2 separate regions of the Rattus norvegicus genome follow, and region 1 is linked to region 2. Evidence: chromatin contacts called from public Hi-C data. All regions are on one chromosome and are shown on one strand. The core of a region is the stretch at or near the end of the contact, and the rest is flanking DNA. Distances in the headings are between cores, read along the strand shown.

The links. Hi-C and Micro-C count contacts between places; a contact is called where the count stands out from the background.
Region 1: a Hi-C map of the Rat2 cell line shows a contact between it and region 2, with 5 times the contacts expected there. The contact joins two enhancer-like sites. A contact is called at or near these places in 4 of 12 Hi-C or Micro-C datasets (the A7r5 cell line, the Rat2 cell line, Schwann cells and 1 more).

Annotation. Positions count from the first base shown.
Region 1 is chr8:72,146,502-72,150,894 of GRCr8, forward strand. It overlaps Itga11 (integrin subunit alpha 11), which reads left to right. Exons shown (of 30, transcript NM_001413793.1): 29 at 1,147-1,260; 30 at 1,730-3,636. The coding sequence ends at 1,801. Among named protein-coding and RNA genes, the nearest start is that of Fem1b, 25 kb to the right of the region's middle. Within about 2 kb of position 2,505, at least 34 of the 93 cell types and tissues checked have an H3K27ac peak or open chromatin away from gene starts, as enhancers often do.
Region 2 is chr8:71,929,976-71,934,320 of GRCr8, forward strand. No RefSeq gene overlaps it. Among named protein-coding and RNA genes, the nearest start is that of Coro2b, 19 kb to the left of the region's middle. Within about 2 kb of position 2,551, at least 29 of the 93 cell types and tissues checked have an H3K27ac peak or open chromatin away from gene starts, as enhancers often do.

The DNA of each region.
Region 1 (4,393 bases), core at 1,255-3,754, 220 kb after region 2:
GAAGAGCAGTCAGTGCTCTTAACCTCTGAGCCATCTCTCCAGCCCTCTCCTAAGTTTTTTTAAAAGGCAGCTTCCTTGATGGAACACTTGCCTGGCAGACACAAACCCTTGGGTTCAGCCCCAGGACCACAGAAATCAAGAGTAGAGGTGGCACACGCTTGAGAAGTGGAGACAGAAGGGTCAGGAATTCCAGGTCCAGGGCTAGGAAAATGCCTCCATTTGTAAAGTGTTTACCTCACGAACATGAGGGCCTGGGTTCATTTCCTATGTAAAGCATCTGTTCAGGGTCATGCACTTAGGTAAAACCACAGCTTGGAAGTAGAGATGGAAGGCTCCCTGGGACTTGCTAGCCAGGCAGTCTAGCCAAATCAGCTAGCTCCAGGCTTAGTGGGAGACCTGGTCTCAAACACTGTTCTGATGGAGAGTGACTGAGGAAGACAGCTGATGTAAACCTCTGCCCATTAGATGTGCACATGCATGTGTGCACTCGAGTCCTACAGTAAAAACTAATGTTGAAAAGGCAGTTCAACAATAGCATGGAAAGAAAGGGGGTCCGTGACTTCAAAAGGGAGCAAGGTGGGGTCAGAGAAGGGGGTAGAGAAAGGAGGCGATGCAATTTTAATCCTAAAAATTAAATATATACTTATATTTAAAAGGTAGATCATGGTCATTGTTGGCTACATAGCAAGTATAAGGTCAGTCGACCCTAAACCCCACCCCCAAAAGAAGAAAAGGAAGGAAAACAACAATTGAAACAGGCCTCCTGGGTTCAACCCTAAGTTCCCCAAGTGACCCTGGGGCTCAGAAGTCATACCTGCAACAGACCAACATGGGGGGGGGCATTTGGCAGAAATGAGGATCAGCCAAGAGGGCTGTCAAAGAGTAGCTTGCGTGGAGGAGAACTGGGGAGAGCAGACAGCTAATGCCACAGAGAGCACAGCTCATGGAGCCCATACCACTGTTCAGCCAGTCAGAGGTCAACTGGGCAGAACTAGCTGTTGTGAGACAGCTGTACCACATGTCCCTTCCCACATCTCCCAAAGGAACAGATGTGGCCCCACCCTGCACATGTGCCACCCTTTGCCCTGGGCTGCTGTCGAAACCCTGCAGCTGTGACAGTATTGCCCTGGTCCTCTCCCCTTGCAGGTCACGTTTGAGATCTCCAAGCAAGAAGACTGGCAGGTCCCCATCTGGATCATCGTGGGCAGCTCTCTGGGAGGCCTCTTGCTGCTGGCCCTGCTGGTCCTGGCACTGTGGAAGGTGAGGCTCCTGTAGGGAGGGGACAGGAACAGCATCTCTGTCTGAGGAAGACACCTGTCAGCCTCTGCCTGCTACATGAGCACATGCATGTGTATACTCGCTCATGCCCCACAATAGAAAATAATGTTTAAAAGGCAGTTCAACAGTAGCATGGAAAGAAAGGGGGGCCATGACTTCGAAAGAGAGCAAGGTGGGGTCAAAAGCAAGGTGACCTCAAAGAAAAGCCCAAAGGGGGATGCTAACTAGGGCTTGGTGACCCAGCTTGACTTCTTGTCTCTTGGCCCAAGACTCCACCCGTTTGGCTTTAGTCCACACGCTGAGTTAGGGAGTAAGGGTACTCAAGGTGAGCTGGGGAGGAGGGGTATTTAGGGAAGCCCTCTTAAGGAGAAAACCTGAGAGGCTAACAGAGGACCAGCAAACCTCGCCTAGCCTGTCCACTCCTGATACTTTCCACTTTGCCTCCCCACAGCTTGGTTTCTTTAAAAGTGCCAAGCGCAAGAGGGAGCCCAGCCTGGGCCCCGTCCCCAAAGAGCTGGAGTGAGGATCCAGAGGAAGCTTCAAGTTGATGGGGGCCAGACACCAGTCCAGGGGTGTGTGGGCCCAGGCCTGTGGCCTCACAGAGCTGGAGCAAAGAGGACACCCGTGGACTTTTGCATTGAGCTCGTCTCTGGAACGATGGTAACTGATCCCTGTGGGATGGACCTCAAGCCCGTGTCCAGAGCAACTTCTCTACTAGAGGTTATGACGCTTCCAGTACAGATCCCTAAAGACTAAAAGGGACCCTTCGAAGCCTTCCCCCAAGGCTCCGTGGAGGCAATCTGCTGCCCCAAACACTAAGGTGCTAGGGTTGTTTTTATCTTGCCCACTTCTGAAGAAACGCAAGGGGAAGCTAGCAAATACACGCCCACTGTACACGCCCTATCTAGACCTAGAGTTTCAGGACTCCAAGGCCCGCAGCATAACATCCCCACCTCTCACCCCTGCTCTTGGTTCCCAAGCACAGACATCCCTTCTCCATAGATAGATCCCAAAGATCTCCATGAGTGAACGAGAGTTGTGTGGCTTGATATGACAGCTGCAGGCCAATGGTGGAAACGCATCCAGGGACTGTGCCAGATGGTCAGGTGGGAACCAGGATGCTGGGTACCTCCGGAACATCGGAACATCGGAAAGCGGTAGAGCTCTCCAGCAGTAACCACCACCCACTCACTCCTGCTCTCCTGCCTCCCCCGCAGCTCCTCTCAGCAGCTTTGGTTGCTAGGCAACTCATGCTAGGAAGTCTGAAGATGATAAAAATCTGTGGCTCTCCATACCCACTTGTCTGACAACTGCAGCTTGTCCCTGGCAGGCGCACTGTGGTTGGAAGCCTCTGTTCTTTGCATCACACACAAACACACACACACACACACACACACACACATACACACACGCCCCCGTGCGTGCACACACACACGCGCACACACGCATGCATGCATGCACACGCACTCACGTGCACCCATATACTCATACACCTCCCAGGCACTAATGCGTGGGGGAAGGGCTCCTGTGGAGGCGCTGTACAGAGGCCTTCTTGGCATGCACTGAACAAATCCCATGCAAGGCCACTCAGAACCTTAAACCTCAGAGGCAGATAGGCATCTCACTGGCCAGCTCTCGGGACAAGCCCCAAGGACAAGGGGCATGTCGGATGCCCAGCAGAGTAATTTATGCCTTAACCCTTTGTTGAGATGGAAATCGTCAGATCAATGTTCCCTTGTCATCTGTTTCATCTGAACAATGTCATCTGTTCCCCTGTGCAGTACGACCTTTACTGTCAGAAATATATTTAAGAAAATGTTCTAAAAGGTATTTTAAAACAACCAACAACAGACATTCCACTCTGTGACAAAGCAAGGCTGCATTCTGTGACAAAGCAAGGCTGCATTCTGTTTTAAAGAGGAAAGGGAGGGGGGTTGGGGATTTGGCTCAGTGGTAGAGCGCTTGCCTAGCAAGCGCAAGGCCCTGGGTTCAGTCCCCAGCTCCGAAAAAAAAGAAGAAAAAAGAAAAAAAAAGAGGAAAGGGAGGAGGGTGTCTGCTCATATCTAAATGTTGGGGTCAGTCTTGTCCATGACATAGCCATCTCTCTCCCAAGGTCTACCCGGCCTCTCTTGCTCCGACATCTCTGCATCTTGGTAGTGGTGCACTGCTCGCCCACCATCATCACCACCTTTGGCCAGGGGCTCCCTCACTCAGGTTCCCAGACCCTCCAGGCTGGCCCTTCAGTGTCAACCCTCCCACACACTGACTTAGAGAGAGACCACTCTTGGACACAAGCATCTCCATTCTATGCTTGTACTGGTAATTCATTTTTCAGAACCCTAACAAATAATTTAGAAAGTATTTGGGTCTTTTTTTTTTAAGTTTATGAATGTGTGTGTGTGTGTGTGTGTGTGTGTGTGTGTGTGTGTGTGTACACGCATGTGTACACATGGGCATGTGCACATGTGCACATGTGCACACAGGTGCCCAAGGTGGCCAGAAGAGGGCAGTGCAACCATTCTCCACAGCAAAATTAAGACTCAAACCCAGGACCGCCATCTCCCCAGCTTCAGAGGGACTAAATTGAAGGCCAAAGGTAAAACAAGTAGAACTCAGCCCTGAGCTCAGAAGCCCACTTCCCTCTAACAGAATATCAGTGGTCGCCCGATGTGGTCACTGGTGAAAAGAGAATGAACAGACCATACTCAAAAACATGTGACTTGACTAACGTTTTCTCTCCAACCCCGTCAGCTCTCACGAGAGTGCTGCTTCGGAAAGCCCGGTGCTGACAGGTTGGCTTATTTATGGAAGCTGACACCTGAGCTACTGATAGTAAACCATGCTAGTTGCAAACTCCGGACTCCATCCCACCATGCCCTCTGCCCACTCCCAGACAAACTAAATGGCCAAAAGGTGGATGAATCAGACCCACTTGTACCTCCCTGGCTGTGAGCCTTCACTTTCTCCCTTTTTTAGTTCTACCTTTCTGAATCTGTTTCTTTCTAAGCAGAATTGTCCAGGACTGGCTGCTAGAGAACCTGTGCTTGAGGGAGCAAAGGTCATCTAGGAGGCAAGGAGTGGTCCCCGGGGATTCTGATCTGAGAGCTCAGGGAGG
Region 2 (4,345 bases), core at 1,301-3,800:
CTACGGCCACTATGCCCACCTCAAACACTTCTTCCAGGGTCTCAGAATATTCTTTTCTCTAAGCAGCTATAATAACCCTCAGTGCACCCTATTGTTAAATAGGCTCTTTCAGTTTGGGCAACTACAAACACTGCCCTGTGCCCATCTCGGCAGACAGATATTTCTGGGGTTTTGGGGTTTTTTCTTTTGTTTTTGTTTTTGGTTTTTTGTTTGTTTGTTTGTTTGTTTGTTTGTTTTCTCTGTGTAGCCCTAGCTATCCAAGACTGGCTGTGTAGACCAGGCGAGCTTCCAACTCAGAGTTCCACCTGCCTCTGCCTCCTGAGTGCTGGGATTAAAGGCATGGCCACCACACCTGGCTCTGTTTATTTCTTTAGAATATGTTGCAAACATTAAAATTACTGAGTAAAAAAAGTTTATTTATTTATTTATTTATGTATTTATTTATTTATTATATTTGAGACAGAATGTCTTAGTTAGGCTTTTATTGCTATAAAGAGACACCATGTCCAAGGTAGCTCTCACAAAGGACAACATTTAATTGGGGCTGGCTTACAGTTTCAGAGGTTTAGTCCATTACCATCATAGTGCAAAACATGGCAGCGTGCAGGCAGACACGGAACTGGAGAAGGAGCTGAAAGTTTCCCATCTTGACCTGCAGGCAGCAGAAGGAGACTATGTGACTTCACCCCAAAGCCTCCCTCCACAGTGACACACTTCTTCCAACGAGGCCACGCCTTCTAAAGTGCCACTCCCTTTGGCTTTCAAACACATGAGTCTGTGGGGGTCATATGTACTTAAACCACCATGCAGGGTCTCATTATGTAACCCTGGCTAGCCTAGAACTCACTGCGTAGACCAGGCTGGCCTCCAACTCACAAAGATCCACTTGCCTCCTCCTCTTCTAGGATTAAAGGTGTGTGCTTCCATACCTGGTAGGAGAGAGTATTTTTTTAGGGTGGTAAAATAAATTACTGTTCAGTTTACCCTAGCATTCACACTTCAGTGTTTTCACAAATGTACCCCCAGAGTTGGGTGTGAGGATGTTTGCAGGTAACTGTCACTTCTCTGATTTGCCATACAGCTGAGACTTTTTTCTCTAGCTGTGTTCTGGTCATTTTCAGATCTCACAGTCACCTTCAAGTCTTCTGGATATTGGGCAACTTGAAGATGGAGGAGGTCCCATAGCATCCCCTTCCTCAGGGTGGGGTGAACTCTGCCTGTGCTTTAGAAATTGGAGATGAAGGTTGAGAACACAGAGCTGTTTTCTAGATCCTGGCCAGTGCTCCACTTCAGAGATTCCATCTCCATCAGTTTCTGGAACCTTCTGGTTGGGACTACAGTGGGAGGTGACTGGTGGTGCATCGTTTGAGGACTGACTATAAGCTGGACCCTGGCAGTCACAGTTCTCTGTGGAGTGTCTTCTATCTAGTTCCAAGTATTTCCCACCTCCTGGGGGTTTTGCTCAGAGACATTGGGATCCTTCCTACAGCTACCCCAGACTTCAGGCTCCCTACCACCATATGGCCAATGGTGCCACCTGCTGGCAAACACAAAAGTTCCAGATTACCTGTTCTTTCTTTGCCTTCCCCACAGTGGGATGGATGAAGTCAGCCCTCAGTTCACCTCAGAGTCGAGCCCACCCTCTGAGCTCTTCCTTCTGCCCCTCCATCCCATCGCTGCTGTTCTCAAGTCTCACGGGGACAGTCCTTTCTGCTGAAGCCAGTGGTCTTTTCAGTACTGTAGTGTGACTCAGCCACCTCTCTCTATGACCTTCAGTGGTCCCCTCTTGTTCCCTGGGACACCCGGTGTGATTTGGCCACTGCCTTCCTCTCCTCACTGCTGTTGGTTTCTACCTCCTCTCACTGTCTATCCCTCACCACCTCGCTACATACAGCACAGTGGACCAGAGGCAATCATCCTGGCCTTTGTCCAAGTAGGTTTCTCTGTTCCTTGAGGGACTCATCCCCGATTCTGCCAGACATCACCTCCTCTGAGAAAAACTTCCTAGCCCCTATTAGTTTTCTGTGGCTGCTCTAACAAATGACCGCACATTTGATGCTTTGAATGAGACCGCTGTATTCTTTCCCAGCACTGAAGGTCTGAAGTCCAAAGCAGAGGGCACCATACATGCCTCACAGCTCTCCTGCCTCTTGTTTCCCCTATCCCATCTCTCGCTCTAGTTCTTGCTCCTTCTTGGAAGACCTGTGGTTACATCCAGGGAGACCAAAATGATCTGGGTAACTCCCCAACATACAGTCCCTAATGTAGTCACAGCTGCACATTCCCTGTGCCTCCGCAGGTACTGCTCAGGGCTCTGGAGAGGAGAGCATGGCGTCTTGGGAGAGTGTTACACAGACCACCCCTTCCCCTTTCCCTCCCTCAGATGAGGAGGGTCACCCTTCTGTGACTTCATGGTTTTCGGGTCAGACACATTCACAATTACTTGTCTGACTACCCTGCTAGTTACTGCCTGGGACAGTGGGACCCTACCCGCCTTCCCTATGTTCTGGGGCCTGGCTGAGTGCTTGCAGGGTAGGCACTAAGGCTGCATGTTTGTTGAATGAATGCGTGTGTGAACGGTAGTCTGGAGGCAAGCTGACTACGGTGTGCAAAGCATTTGATTCTGTGCTGCAGGATGGTACAGAAGGCAGGAGGTGCAGTGGGAAGGGTCGTAACCTTGCTTTGGGGCCTTCCATATGTGCAGGAGGCCGCGCGAAACAGGGGGAGGGACACCCAGCCAGCTGGTGTACTGGGACTGGAGCTCGCAGGCACACTCTGCATACAGTCTCCCTCTGATGGGGCTGTTACCGGGGCAACAGAAGAAGTTGGTTGCCCAGCAACAATGCTCTGCTCCCCCAGTCCTTCTTATGGGTCTTTCTTTCCCCTGGGAGGTTTGTATCCTTTCTAGATCGTGTCCATGCTTAACAAAAATGGATGTCCTCTGTCCAAATTCCAAGTGAGGAGGGGAAAAGGCAATTCATGAGACTGTGGTGGTCGGGGTCATGGCTAAGCATCAGAATGGAAGAGAATAGGGGTGGCCTAGGTGGGGAGACAGAAGACATTTGGGCTATTTTTTTTCCTGTGTACTTTTTTCTTTTCCATTTGAACCAAGAGAAACTGGAAGGGGGTCAATCCAGGAGGCAGGAGACCTAGATCCATCGCCCGGTCCAGACTCTGGCTTCTGGAATATACTGGTCAAATGACCAGTTGAGTTGTTGAGATCCCAGTATCCTGTCTGTGAGAAGAGAGCTTGGCCAAGCTAATAACAAGGCCCCCTTGGACCTCAGGCAACCTGGAGGGCACAGGCAGCCTTTTTCTATGACTGGTCCTTACTTGGCCAGTCTTGTGGCATCCTGGTCCGTGGAGCAAAGAGAAGGCAAGGGCCCCTGGACTCTAACCCTCAATTCTTTTTGAGAGGACCCCAGTCTATTCTTTATATGTCATCTCCCAGAAGATTACTATAAAAGGCCATTGTCACATTTTAATAGGTGAAAACTACTTGTCTATGCCAAGTATTTTACGGTCTCTTCAACTTGATTTGCTCTTATAGAAATTATTTTAAAACACACTTTGGTCTTAGGACTGTAGAGATGGTTCAGTGATTAAGAGTGCACACTGCTTTCACAGAAGACCTAGGTTCAGTTTTCATTTATCTACAGTAGGCTTCTCATGGACACATGTAATTCTAGCTCCCTCTTCTGGTGTCTATGGGTACCTCCACTTACATGCATGCTTGCGTGCGTGCGTGCGTGCGCTCAGGCATGTATGTACACATATAATGCATTCCTATATATATATATGCACAATTTTCTTAATCTAACAGATGAGGCCCAGGTCTCCAAACATCTGTGAGAGCCCTGGGTCCCTGATTCCTCACTATCTGAATTCTCTGTTGGAGATGCCAGGGGTCTGTGGTGTCTTACTGTAGAAGAAGGAAGTTAACACAGGCTCTGGAGGAAGCTAGGTGTTCAGTCAAGGCCTTGCTGGGGCTGTGGGCACAGCAGGGTGAGAGAGGGTGGAGGCCTGATCTCAAGAGAGCAGGGAGGCAGAGTGGGAAGTGAGTCTGCCCAGGAGGACTTCTGCTTCTTCCACTCCCAGAGAATGACCAGGGACAGAAGCTATGGGGACCCTGCTCAGCCCTGTGGGGACTCGGAGGTTGAAGATCTCAGAGATGAGAACAGCTGCCTGTATCCCCAGGCTGTGCTGTGAGCCAGCAGGGGAGCCTTCCGTGGAGTAGCAGGTACACCTCAATCTTTACCCCCTAAGAGTTGGGACCTGGACAGCTTAGTGGCAGTGTCTGCATGGGTTGGGGAGGTGGATTACACAGAGGAGCGCCAGAGAGCAC